2 separate regions of the Mus musculus genome follow, and region 2 is linked to region 1. The links are chromatin contacts, called in public HiChIP or PLAC-seq maps. All regions are on one chromosome and are shown on one strand. Each heading gives the region's core, a stretch centred on a gene start, on an enhancer-like site or on the middle of the called end of the contact. The rest is flanking DNA. Distances are from core to core; before and after follow the strand shown. Region 1 overlaps Jak1 (Janus kinase 1). Region 2 has its middle 25 kb from the start of Gm12796.

Region 1 (6,583 bases), core at 1,589-4,088:
AGGCCCCACCCCTAGCTGAAGAGCAATATTGACAGTTGATGGCGGCTGTTGAAGAAAAAGTCAATTTTCTTTGGCTAAAAGTTCTTAGCAGGTTACCCATACTCCAGTAGATGGCCCTGCACCCGAGCACATTCAGAGAGCACTAAGTGGACTCAGTAAGTTATAAAAAATATTTAAATGATATGAAGGTGGGCAGGGGAGACACAGGGAAATGTGATGAGGAGGGATACAGGGGAAGAGGGACAGGATAGTGGAGTATGGATATGATCAAGATAACTGTATATATTTATGAAACTGTCAAAGTATAAGCAAAAATCTTTTTAAAGAAAGAAATTATGTGGGGCTGGAAAGATGGTTCAGCAGTTAAAAGCACTTGCTGTTCTTACAGAGGACCCATGTTCTGTTCCTAGCTCTCACATGGTGGCTCACAACCATCTGTAAGTCCAGTTCTAGGGGACTCAATGACCTCTTCTGATTTCTGTAAGCACCAGGCATGCGCATGGTACATAGCCACACATAAGAGCAAAAATATTCATATGCACAAAATAAATAAATCCTTTTAACAAAAAATTTTTTAGAAATTTTGCTTCTGTTTATTTAAGTAAACTAGGTGTCCTTTTTCATGCAAACTAGAGATTACTGAAGTCTTATTATTAGGCAAGGAGTTATACAGACTTGGGTATGAATAAATACTTTCCACAGTTAGCATAATAAGCTTTGGGTTCAATAAAAATTGAATTCTACATGATGATTTAATGTAGTAATGATTCCAGATACAATGCTAATCTTTGAGTTGACAGTTTTCTTTTTCTTTTTCTTATTGGATATTTTATTTATTTACATTTCAAATGTTATCCCTTTTCCCAACCCCCCCCCCATACACACACACTTTTTACAAATTTCTAAGAAATTAAATTGACCCTAGCATTTGCAAATCCTCAGACATTGAGGCAGGCACTAGAGATTCAAAGATAAGCATGATTCACTTTACAAAAAGTAAAGTTTAACTAAAGCCAGGTAGGCAACAGCTCCAGCCCAGTAACTAGAGGTAGGGAATAAAGGCTTACATTAAACAAGGGACTGCTCCTGCTGTCAGACTCTTCAGCAGCTGTGCGGGAGGACACTGGCATAAAGTCCTAGACTAACCGAGACATAAACAGTTGGGCGAGAACAGACACTCTGAGAAAGAACCACTAAGGACTTTAGCAAAGCAAAAATATCTGCATGGATATCTTTAAAACACAACTATAATATTTAAGTGGTCTTTTCCGAACACAAGATACTAAACAAGACTATAATCCCCCTAGACTTTGAAGCAGCACGCTGAATTCTATTAAAGACCAATCTAGGCCACAAACAGACAAACAAATTCTCATGTAAGTTTGTACTCCACTTGGTAAATTAATGTAAGTCTGAATCCCACTTGGTAAATCTTATGCAAGTTTGTATCCCACTTAGCAGTTGTTGGTGTGATTTTTTTGAGGCAGTTTTTTCACCTGTCTCTTCAGTGAAAACTGAAAATAGCAGCACATCTCTACCTTATTTGTAGAGCTGAGAGTCAATGAGTCAAGATCCCCGGTTAAAGTGAGAGTAAACGCCAGTCCAGTATCAGTCCCTGAAATCCCACTACAATGAAGCACCTACTCAAAGTATTTATGTAAAATAAAGTAAGGCTTTTTAAATTATTATTTAAGGATCAAATCTACAAATTGGTGACAGGAGAAGACAGGAGAAACTTCAGCTAGCATTTGGGGACAAGAAAGTGGATGTGTGGGAAAAGGACTTAGCCCATGAGCACAGAAGTCCAGACTCATACTGGCAGAACAGAGGACCAAGCCAACGGAGCGAGCATCAAGGTGTCAGCGTGCATTCCTGGAGTGCACTCACCAGAACACAGTAGCAAGTAGAGAAGAGGCTGAGAAAAAACCTCTGAGGAGAAGAATCCTGTTTCCAGCCTTCTGCCCTCACAAAGGTTTAGCGCAGCACTATCCTGTACACTTCTCCATGATAACAAACTGTTCTGCACCTGTCCTGTCTAACAGCTGGCCACTGAGCACTGAAAGTGGGGCTACTGGCCCAAAGAACTGACTTAGTGAATATCAATCACCTCAAAATGATATGAGGGTTAAGGGTGTCACTCAATGATGAAGCACATATTCAGCATGAACAAAGCCTTGAGTCTAACCATTAGTACCAAAACAAACAAAGCCAAATGGTTGCTATGTGGCTAGTAGCTGTGACTAAAGAATAATGAGTCTACAGGCATATTTTCTGGGAAGGATATGGAGACTAGAGATGCCAAGCAAGCCAGAGGGACCCCCTAGCACATCAAACATCTGTACATAAACTCTGGGTGCTGCAAACTACACCCTCATTACAGTCTCAAAGATGTGGCAGCCACTCCCCAACTCTAGAAACAGGAGTAATGGCACCATCTCACCAGAAGAGACCTCAGAACACTAACAGCTAATAGTTCAATCCAGTCTCACCAATGAAGTTCAAAGTTCAGAAGCCACAGCCACAAGCTCAACACCCACCCCTAGCAAACAGCTAAAGTAAACAGCTGCCTACAGAAAGCAGCCAATGCAGACAGAGAAAGGCAACTCACAGTATAAAAGGGGGGGGGGGGGTGCTCCACAGAGAATGTGAAACTGTTCAAATAGATAAAAAGAAAAATTGCCAAGAAGGGAAGAGTAGTTTCTTAAGTGGCATTTCAGAAAACAAAACAACCACTTAAAAAAAAAAAAACGGAAATGAAAAAGGCAGACTGAAAGGGGCCTTTCGGAACTTTCTAAATTGATGTAATGTTCTGTTGTGTACACAACTCTCAAAACAGCACAGTCACTTGGGTTTGTACACTCTGGTGCACACAGATCATACCTTAATTTTTACAAGCTTAGCTGAAAAGTCTGGTCAAGGTTTAGCCTTAATTGTTTGTGTCTGAAAAGAGACAAGAAAGGAATAAAAAGAGGACTAGTCCAGATGGTGACAACTCTTAGTTCCTAAAAGAAAGACAAGAGATGGCAGAAGGATGAAAATCATCAGCAAAGACTAGCAAGAATCATTTCCCAGAACACAAGTCCAAAAGTAGCCAGCAGGAAAGGGCTGATATAAGAGAGGAAGACAGCCCTGCTCCGGGCTTTCCTGAGATTCACAGAACACTAGGAACAAGTCTGTAATCTCCTGATGAAGAATGGAGCATACCATACGCTGACGATCAAGACGTTAAAATACTTAAGAGGCCTTAAAACAACTGCACTGCAGAGAAAACAAGGACACCACCATCCAGGGTCCTCAAAATTCTCAAGGTAAAATTTCCCAACCTAAAAGCTCATACGCAGCCAAATCACCAATTTCGGATAAAAAGGCAGAGTCAATCAGTATTTATGAAATATCTCAAAAAAATTTCCAAGAAACTAATAAGCAATCAGAGTCCACACAAGAAATAACCAAGCAAGACAGGCTCCAGGAATTGCTGGGTTAGAGTAGAGAGCTCAGGATGGGAGCTGTGGTAGCCATCTGCCATAACCGTTAGTCCATATTAAGACTGTGGTGTTCAAGAGAGAGAGAGAGATGAAGATGGGGGTCTGTGTTAGTCACAGCCCACCATAACCAGTCCACACTTCAGACAGTGGTGTTCAAGAGAGAGATGAAGCCAAGCACGGTGGTACACATGCATTCCCAGCACTTAGGAGGCTGAGGCAGAGGACCAAGAATTCACTGCCAGCCTGGGCTAAACAAGACCCTGTGAAAGAATGGGGTAAGGAGAATGTTTTCTTGAAAGCTGTCATCAACAAGATCCCTACAGACATGTGTCAGGGGCCCAAAGGTCTGGGTGGCTCTGAGCTACATTCGTAACTAAACAAGACTTTTCTTTATAACAGCTTAGAGAGTCAGGACTCTAGTTTTCTCTCCGTGTCTACTCTCTGACTCTATGAAGAGCATCTTACTAAAGTATTCTGCTTTACTTATGGTGGAGAGTTGGACAAAAGCTAAGAAGAGCTGCCCCTCCCCTTGACACCTTCTCCCATTCCAAACAGCTGTTTCAGTCCTCCAGGCCCTCAAACTCTGAGAAGCCCTGCTCACATAGCTACCTCATTAGAAGGTTTCTACATCCAATCTAATCAGATGCAGGGGTACTGACTTTCATCGGGGGCATGAAGCTGTTCTAGGAGCCTCTGTCTAGCAAGGGCACACAGCCCATTCCTTACATATACTGGGGCTTGCACTTACTTAAGAAAAGAAATGACTAATGAAAAGGGTAGGTATGGCTGCTATCCTGGAGAAAATGTGATAGAGTGGGATACCTGGTGACTTCCTAAGATACCAGCAATATCCTTTTTCTAAATCTGACTGGTGGACATGTGGGTATTTTTCTTTAATTGTAGAGTTATACTTCAAGTAATCTTCTGTATGTTGACATGGTTTTCAAATTTTAAAAACCCCCTCCCAACTGAAGACAGTAGCACAGCTTGTAATTCTAGCACTGGGAAGGTTGAGGTGGGAGGACTATGAATCCAAGGCCAGTTTGGGCTACATGGTGAGGGCCTGTCTCAAAGAAAATAGCATAAAAACAAAGACATTAACAAGATGCTATATTTAAAGCTCTGACCCAATGGGACTGGTAAGTAGACATACATCAACACCAATTACCTTGTCCTCTCCAGCTACAAAATACTGTGTGTTCCTTTAAAGGTGGTTTCAAATAGTAGCAACCTTCTAAATTCTGACAGAGCAAGAATTCCCTTTGCCAGTTTGTCCTCTTTCACAGTCAGTGTGTGCTTCCTGTAACAAACTGAGGACAGAAAAACAGAAACAAAAACAAAACAAAACAAACAAACAAACAAAAAAAAAACCATTACTTTTCCTAATGATGTTCCTCTTCCAGACTTCAAATGACTCCTAAGAAAATGGGGACAGGATCTGACATATTATACTGTCTCAGAAGAGTTCTTAATGGGATGTTCTTCCAGAGATGGGGGGAGGAGCACTGGGGAAAAAAAAGGTGCTAAAAAAAGGACGTCCATGATTAACAGAAAAGTTGCACCATGAGATCAGGAAGTGTATCTCTATGGAACCTGCAGTCTTCCACCTCCAGCCACCATGAAATGCTTCACCGGTGTCCAAACCTCCACCTATGTCCTCATCAACCTCCAATAGGGTGGCTACCAGCAACAGCATCCAAATGAAGAACAATGACAATATCTTTAAAATAAGTGAAAAGAGTCTCAATCCTATGTGTTGGAGAGGCTGGAGACACTGAACAGTTTGCAGATGATATCCTGGAAAATGTGCAGTTTTAGGAGATGCAGAATGGATACAAATTGCCCACTGTAACAGCAGATGAATCATATGTTGAAACCTGGCTGGCTGCCTTTGGAGCTGGACTTTATAATCCTGTGAATCTTCTCCCAGCTAGCTATGATGAGCACAAAAGGCCAGCGCTTTACTCCATGGATTCCATGATAAGCCTTGGCCAAGGCTCCCTTTAAAACCAATACTACACACTAATCATCTCACGTGAGAGGACAGTTGAGCCTCTGAGCATGTGGCTGGAGGAGCTCCAGAAGTGCCTCATCTTTGTCACTGACAAAATGGCATCCACAGCATGGAGAACATTCTCTTCTCTCAGCACAGTCCCTTCCACCCATTTGCCAGGGAACTATTTTTTTAAGGGCTCTTTTCATTTTTTTTCTAAGTTCTTGGTGAGTATTCTTCATAGTTAATTAAAAATAAAGCTGGATATAAACTGAAAGAAAAAAAGTAGCTAGCTCCATATGGAGAATTCATTGTGATGTTTCCTGACTGAGCCAAGCAAAACCCTTCAATAAAAGAGGTATGCTATCAAGGATAATCCTTGAGAAGCATTTCCAAGTTTGAAATGGACTGAGGCAGGTTATGGGTAAGTGTAATGTAAGTGTAACAGTGATTGAGGGGGAAGGCTGAGGCGGCTTCTTGTCCAGCACTGGATCTTGGTGAGCCCGTCCCCTGGGCAAGGTGGATGTGCCCAAGGAGTTCTGACTTTGTCTGTGCCTGTTGACTCTGGCTCTGGGTAGGTCAGACAAGCCTCCTGATCCTCAGTTTTCCCCACTGGAAAACTAGTGGACAGAATAAACAACAATGACATTCCCTGAAGGTCAGAAGTGCATGAGGCCGAATCCTTATTTCTGAGGAACTGCCAGAGCAGCACACAGACCTGTCTCTCTCTTAACTTCCTGCTGGTAAGAAAATTAAGAGACATGATTTCAAATTAGGCACAGTTTTAGTTGTAAAAGCCTTTTATTAATGTTATGTTTTAAAACAGTTAAGCATGTCCAGTAACCTTTAACCTGAATACTTCCAAAGTGGGGGGGGGGGCAAGCTGAACCTATGCCCACTTCTATTATGGGTCCAATTTTTTAAAGTAAATCATAAATGTATATGACTCACACATCTGAATACAATGAGGCGCTCCTTTATCATTTCATCTTCTGCTGCCAGGAAGCCCACCTCATAGACTGCCAAAGCTCTTAATAAGTATAGCTTGTTCTGGCTATACTCCAAGAAATCAGCCCAGGACTCAGCAGTAAGGAAAGCTGCCTTC
Region 2 (6,583 bases), core at 2,187-4,686, 100 kb after region 1:
CCTTTATCTTCAATCCTTTGCTCCATCTCACCTGGAACACAAATCTGGTGGCTGGCCTTCTAGCAGCTATATGCAAAATATAAAAATAAGACCATCACCCTAGGGATAGTAGAGGGAAAAGCTCTAAAGAGGCTAGGGTTGTAATATTCTCTTAAAGTTGTCATTATCAGTCTGTCTTAGGTTTCTACTACTGTGACAAACATCATGGCCAAAAGCAACTTAGGAAGGAAAAAAAATGATTTCAGCTTACATGTCCTGATATCAGTCCATCATAAAGCAAAGTCAAGGCAGGAATTCAAAGCACGAGTGGGAGTCAGGAGCTGAGGCAAACACCACAGAGAAATGCTGCTTACTGACTTGTGCCCCATGTCCTGCGCAGCCTGCCTAGAGGTTCTCAACCTGTGGGTCTTGACCTCTCTGGCAAACCTCTGTCTACAAAATACTTACATTATGATCCACAACAGTAGCAAAATTATGGAGTAGCATCAGGTTGGTGGGCAAAGAGAAGACACACTACTCACTACGGAAGAAGACAGGTAGACTGCGAGTCTTATACAAAAAGAAGGGTCAGGAAAGACGTGAAAGCCATCACAAGAACTCCTTCAGCTACCCTGTGTAGTTTGCTTTTCAAGTAAGTGTCAGGAAATGGCCCTGACTGACAAATGGAAGGTGAGTGTCTAATCCAATATATAGCCATTAATTTAATGGAAAGATTGTTTGATAGCAAACACCATTGGCCCTGTTAGGAAGGCATGGGGGCAGCTTCAGCTCACAAGAGCTTTCTTCCTGTGATTTTTGTTGAAAATGGAGTCTTTGGCAAAGGTATTTTTTTTTGCTTAAACAAAACAAAAAAAAATAAAGCAATCAAAGGTGATTAGGCACAGAATGTTTCTCTGAACAAGGCACGAAACAGCAGCAAAAGTGCCCGTGCTTCCTCTTAATGGTCTCTCTAGCATTTTAAAAAATTGCCTTAGTAATACCAGCAAATATTTTAAGACTTTTACAGTAAAAGTGAAGGGGTCAGTAACTCATTCTCCACTCTGGTGTTTACAAAAATCACCACATTGTACAACATTACGCTATTACCGTAAATCCTGTCGAGGTGGGAGTTAGTAGATTAAGCCAGCCATCGGACTTCTTGTGGGCTCATGCTTACAGAGCCCAGCCACTGACTTCAAATTTGGGGTCCTTCTTTCTTATTCTACAACCTGAAAGAGTAAGAAGTGGGCTCGCTGAATCATGAGGTCTGATTGCACAATACATTTCTGAGATGTCATGAAAGAGAAACATCCTGGGAATGAGAAGACCCCACCTCGAGTGGACAGTAAGATGGGAGATGTTGAGCAGGTCCGACTCCCTCCCCACACTTCAGTCCTGTGAGATGAGGATGCAGCTCATTGGTGAGGCACACACTGGTGTGCATGAGAGCTCGACTCGGTTAACACTGAAAAACAACTACACCCAAACAGGCAAAAGGCCTGTGGTGGGTGGGACAAGGGCACATAAAATAATGCACACCAGTGTTCTGTGCCACTAAAGATCTTGGTACTGGGGGTGGGGGAAGGGGTGTGGACTGGTGAGATGGCTCAGTGGTTAAGAGTGCTTGCTGCTCTTGCAGAGGACCTGAGTTCAGTTGTCATCACCCACACCAGGTGGCTCACAATTATCTGTACAACTCCAGCTTCCAGGGATCCAGTGCCCTCTTCTGGCTCTTTGGCCACCAGCATGCAGACATCACATTTACAAAACAGGCAAAGTAATTTTTTTTTAATGGCATTTTCAGTAGATACTTGGAGTGACCAATGATCATGTTCTCCCTCCCCCACCCTTCTTTGGGAGTTAGGTACCTGCATATTTCTCTAAACAATGGACTCGGGGGCTATATCTAAAGGAATTATGAAAATGGTAATTTAAAGACTACAGTTTGGAAGGGTGACAAAATTCTGCATATGGGAAGGAGTGACGTTTACACAACAGTAGGTATGTTCTGAATGCTACTGAATTGTACACATAGAATCATTAAATTAGTAATTTGTGTGTGTGTGTACAATAAAAGGAAAACAAAATCCCTAAGATCTAACACATGCAAGGAGCTTACTCAGTAGATCTGGGTGTTAGACTCACACAAGTTCAGAGGAGCCCTGTCTTGTTGATGTGTCTGTGTGGAGTAGAACACAGCAGACACTAAGTAATCCTGCCTCATCATAGAACAGAAGGTCCCATCCAGGTCACAAGGGCAGGGAATCTGCCCTTGTCAGAAGTTAGATGCCAAAGATTTAAAAGCTCTGGCCAGGCAATGTTACCTCCCATCTCTCTAGTGTAGACCTGGGTGGCCATCTCCAAAGCAGACTGGAGCCTCTCAGGGGCCAAAGTTGTGAGAGAGAAGAAACTGGGAGTGAGTGGAGACTGCCAGTCTGGGGAAAGTCAGACCAGGGAGGGACCTGAGATGGCGTCTTTCTAGGTCCTCTATGCTTGCTGATCATAACTTACCAATCACCCTTCCCCAGTGACCCCAGTGAGCTTTGAGCTTTGGAATTTGTTACCAAATGAGCTCTAAATTTTTGTGTGTGTGTGTGCAAACAGTACTTTTTAAGAGCAAAATGGAGCTGCAGTGGGTTCAAAAAAAAAATCTAGGGCACTGCTCTTTGTAATAACGAAACACTGAAGAGAACTGAGTCACCAAGTACCTAGGGAGTAATAAATTGCACTATGTCCACTCAATGGAATTTTAGGTAGTCATGAAAACACACAAACATTAGAAAGTGTTCTTAGGCAATTACAATAGTCATAAAAACTCAATACATATGCTTGAAGACTGAGAAAAGAACAAAAATGTCTGGGTGGGGCCGACGAGAAAGCTGAGGAGCTAAGGGTGTTTGTGGCCAAGCCAGACCTGCTGAGTTCAATCTCCAGGACCCGAGTGGTAGAAGGAGTCAACTCCTCTAAGTTGTCCTCTGATCTCTCTACATGTGTCCTGTGGTGCGTGTGCAAGCATACACAAACCTGATAAATATTTTGTATTAGAACAATTTCATGATGAAACCCATTATTTTGCATGCTAACTTAAATAATTAGTAAAAGAAAGGAAGAAAAAGAGGGAGAAAGAGAGAGAGATTGAAAGAGAGGCTATGAGATAGATGGATCTCTGTGAGTTCAAGGCCAGCCTCATCTATATGGCAAATTCCAGGCCAGTCTCTACAAAGTGAGACCTGTCTGTAAACAAACAAACAAACAAATAAATAAAACAGATAGATAGATAGATAGATAGATAGATAGATAGATAGATAGATAGATAGATAGATAGATGAAAAAGAAACAAACTATGCTGGGCTGGAGAGATGACAGGAAGGGGTGGGCTTACAGCACTGGCTGCTCTTCCAAAGGAAGTGGGTTTGAACCCCATCACCCCTGAGATGGCTTCTAAGTTTTTGTTAAGTCCAGGCTCAGGGGTTTTGACACCCTCTTCTGGCTTACTGAGGCACTGCATGCATGTGTTGCACAGATCTATATGCAGGCAAAACACCTGTACACACAAGAATAAATGAACAAAACTTATAAAAAGAACGAGAAGCTGGGGTGAGCTATCTCAGTAGGTAGCTCCCGTTGGCAAGCCTGACAACTTGAATTTGGTCCTGGGGACCCACAGGGTGAGAGGACAGAATGGACCTTGCAAACTGTCCTCTGGCTTCCACGTGTGTGCCACACTGCGTGCACACACACACACACACACACAATAAACAAACAAACAAACAAACAAACAAATAAATAAATAAAATGTAATTAAAACTGGAAAAAAACTATTTATCCACCAAAAGCAAGATCATCAGGAAGGAGGCAGCTGCATGTGTGTGCCTGACTATGAGTTCCATATTGTTCAAAACTTTCCACTAATTTTGTTTACAGAAAAACTTGGAGACTCAAAATCCTTTCCCTAAAATACTTGATAGAATAATTGCATCTCAGAACTGGAAATATTTCTAGAGATCGTTCAATGTAATTTTTCACTTTTTCAGTCAGAGTATAAAGTGGCCTTCCACACCGGGGGAAACATGGGAGACCCAAAAGACCACACTCTCTTTGACTGGCTAATCACTGCATTCTCTCTTACATCATTTCCCTGGTACTTCTCTTGACTTTTAGTTCTTGCAGTTGAGTTAAGTCTGTCCCTGCCTCTGTTTCCTTTCTCCCTTCCTCCCTGCCTCCCTGTCTTAGTTAGGGTTTTACTGCTGTGAACAGACACCATGACCAAGGCAACTCTTATAAGGACAACATTTAACTGGGGCTGGCTTACCGGTTCAGAGGTTCAGTCCATTATCATCAAGGTGCAAGTATGGCAGCATCCAGGCAGGCATGGTGCTGGAGTAGCCAAGAGTTCTACATCTTCATCTGAAGGCCACTAGAAGACTGGCTTCTAGTGAGCTAGGATGAGGGTGTTAAAGCCCCCACCCACAATGACACACTTCCTCCAACAAGGCCACACGTCCTAATAGTGCCACTCCCTGAACCAAGCATATTCAAACCGTCACACTCCCTCTCTCCCTCCCTCCTTCTCTCCTACATCAGGAGAAGGTCTACTTCTTTCCTGGCTGACTGGCTGCATGCACAGCCTATGCAACTGGGCCCAAGCTTGAGTAATAGCTCTTTCATAGCTATTTTGAAATATCCAATTTTTTTTTTAGTAGTTTAACCATCTAGGGTTGGTTCTCCCTAATTTAGTCATCATTTACCATAGCCTCTGGATATGATGGAGACAATGTGGATAACAGAGGTCCCTCAACACTCTTGTTTTATTATTATTACTTTTTGAGACAAGATCTCACCGTGTATTCTTGGCTACTTGATATGTTGACCCCAGCTGGACTTGAGCTCTCAGAGATCCCCCTGCCTCTGCCTTAAGGGTGCTGGGATTAAAGCTGTGCACCACAGTTCCTGGTTTGTTCTATCATTTTAAATATAATTGTTATCAATCCTTTGATGATTTCACAAATGCACACAATGCATTTTGATTACATGCACTGCCCGGATACTGTTCCCCCTAACTCCTCCTAGATCCGTCCATTCTCATTCCCTACCCTTCCCAAACTTTCTGACTTCTTCGTATTTCTACAGCCCACTGTCCCCAGTCTGTGCTTCCTATATTGTTATGTTGTGTGGGACCATCCACTGAAGTGTAGTGGGCCTACCATGGACCACACCCTTAAAGAAAACTGTCACACACACACACACACCCTTGGAAGCCATCAACTGCCAAGACATCAGCTGGGGTAGGGGTTCATGAGTCCCTCCCCCTCCCTGCTGGAGTGCTGACTGCCTTGTCCCTGTGCATGTCTTGTGTAGGCAACTCCAGCTGCTGTGAGGTCATGGGTGGGGTGGTCCTGCAATGTCAAGAAGAAATTGTTTCTCTCCAGTCCTCCCTGACCTCTGAGTCTTAGAATTTTCCACCCCTCTTCCATGATGGTCCTTGATCCTTGGACTAGGGAATATGATACAGATGTCCCATTTGCACTGCCCTTATTTTAGTTTGCTTTTAATTATGTGTCTGGGTATAGGCATAGGCACAGGCATGGGCATGGGTGTGGGTATGTGGATGAGAAGCACCTATAGAGGTCAGAGCCATCAGATCCCCCTGAAGTTGTTGTTATAGAGGCATTAGATCCCCCTGGGGCTGGAGTTATAGGTTGTACACCACCCAACATAGAGGCAGGGAACAGAACTGGGGTCTTCTGTAGTATGCAGTACGCAGTCTTAATTGCTGAATTAAACTTATGAGTATGCATCTCTCCAGTTCAATGTTCTAAGTTTTTAAAATACTCCAGACTGAGTGGATGCTGTTTGTTCTTGGTGCTAAAATATATCAGAGAACTTTGAAGTTCTGGTCTTACACCCAGGGTCTATACCATATCTTATAATTCCTCCAAAATTACTGGGCCTATTCACTATTTGGGAGGTTAGAGGCTACTTTCTAATTCTGACCTTAATAGCTTCTCTTCTCTTCTCTTCTCTTCTCTTCTCTTCTCTTCTCTTCTCTTCTCTTCTCTTCTCTTCTCTTCTCTTCTCTCCTCTCCTCTCCTCTCCTCTCCTCTCCTCTCCTCTCCTCTCCTCTCCTCTCCTCTCCTCTCCTCTCCTCTCCTCTCCTCTCCTCTCCTCTCCTCTCCTCTCCTCTCCTCTCCTCTCCTCTCCTCTCTTCCCTTCCCTTCCCTTCCCTTCCCTTCCCTTCCCTTCCCTTCCCTTCCCTTCCCTTCCCTTCCCTTCCCTTCTCGCTTCACTTTTTTCTCTTCTCTTCTCCCCCTTCCCCTCTCTCTCTCCTTCCTTTCTTCATTTTTTGTAGCCTACCTGACCTTCACTTTGCAATCCTTCTTTTACTTTTCAGGTGCTAGGATTATAGACATCAACCTACTTTCCCAACCACTTTTGCTCCAGGATGGTAGGGGGAAATGATCTTTTTGGACACTGATTCAGCTTCTCCAACAAGGGTATTTCCTTCTTAGGTTTATGGTAGTATGTCTCCTCTCCTCTCCTTTCCTTTTTCCTTCTTTTCCTCCCCTCCCTCCCCTCCCATTCTCTTTTCCCCTCTCTTCCTCCT

The links. HiChIP or PLAC-seq counts read pairs in DNA pulled down with a chosen protein or histone mark.
Region 2: a contact with region 1 is called in a CTCF HiChIP or PLAC-seq map of CD8 T cells, with 9 read pairs. The contact joins two enhancer-like sites. A contact is called at or near these places in 3 of 15 datasets of contacts at CTCF or cohesin (CD8 T cells, large pre-B cells and pro-B cells), 9 of 484 Hi-C or Micro-C datasets (CD4 T cells, CD8 central memory T cells, Sertoli cells and 6 more) and 5 of 115 datasets of contacts at active chromatin or transcription factors (CD8 T cells, effector CD8 T cells, embryonic fibroblasts and 2 more).

The regions. Positions count from the first base shown.
Region 1 is chr4:101,214,648-101,221,230 of GRCm38.p6, forward strand. All of the region lies in intron 1 of Jak1 (Janus kinase 1), which reads right to left. It also overlaps the pseudogene Gm19063. Among named protein-coding and RNA genes, the nearest start is that of Gm24468, 31 kb to the left of the region's middle. Within about 2 kb of position 2,839, at least 52 of the 459 cell types and tissues checked have an H3K27ac peak or open chromatin away from gene starts, as enhancers often do. A contact at or near this core is called in CD8 T cells and CD8 central memory T cells, where this site is marked.
Region 2 is chr4:101,317,340-101,323,922 of GRCm38.p6, forward strand. No RefSeq gene overlaps it. Among named protein-coding and RNA genes, the nearest start is that of Gm12796, 25 kb to the left of the region's middle. Within about 2 kb of position 3,437, at least 30 of the 459 cell types and tissues checked have an H3K27ac peak or open chromatin away from gene starts, as enhancers often do. A contact at or near this core is called in CD8 T cells and CD8 central memory T cells, where this site is marked.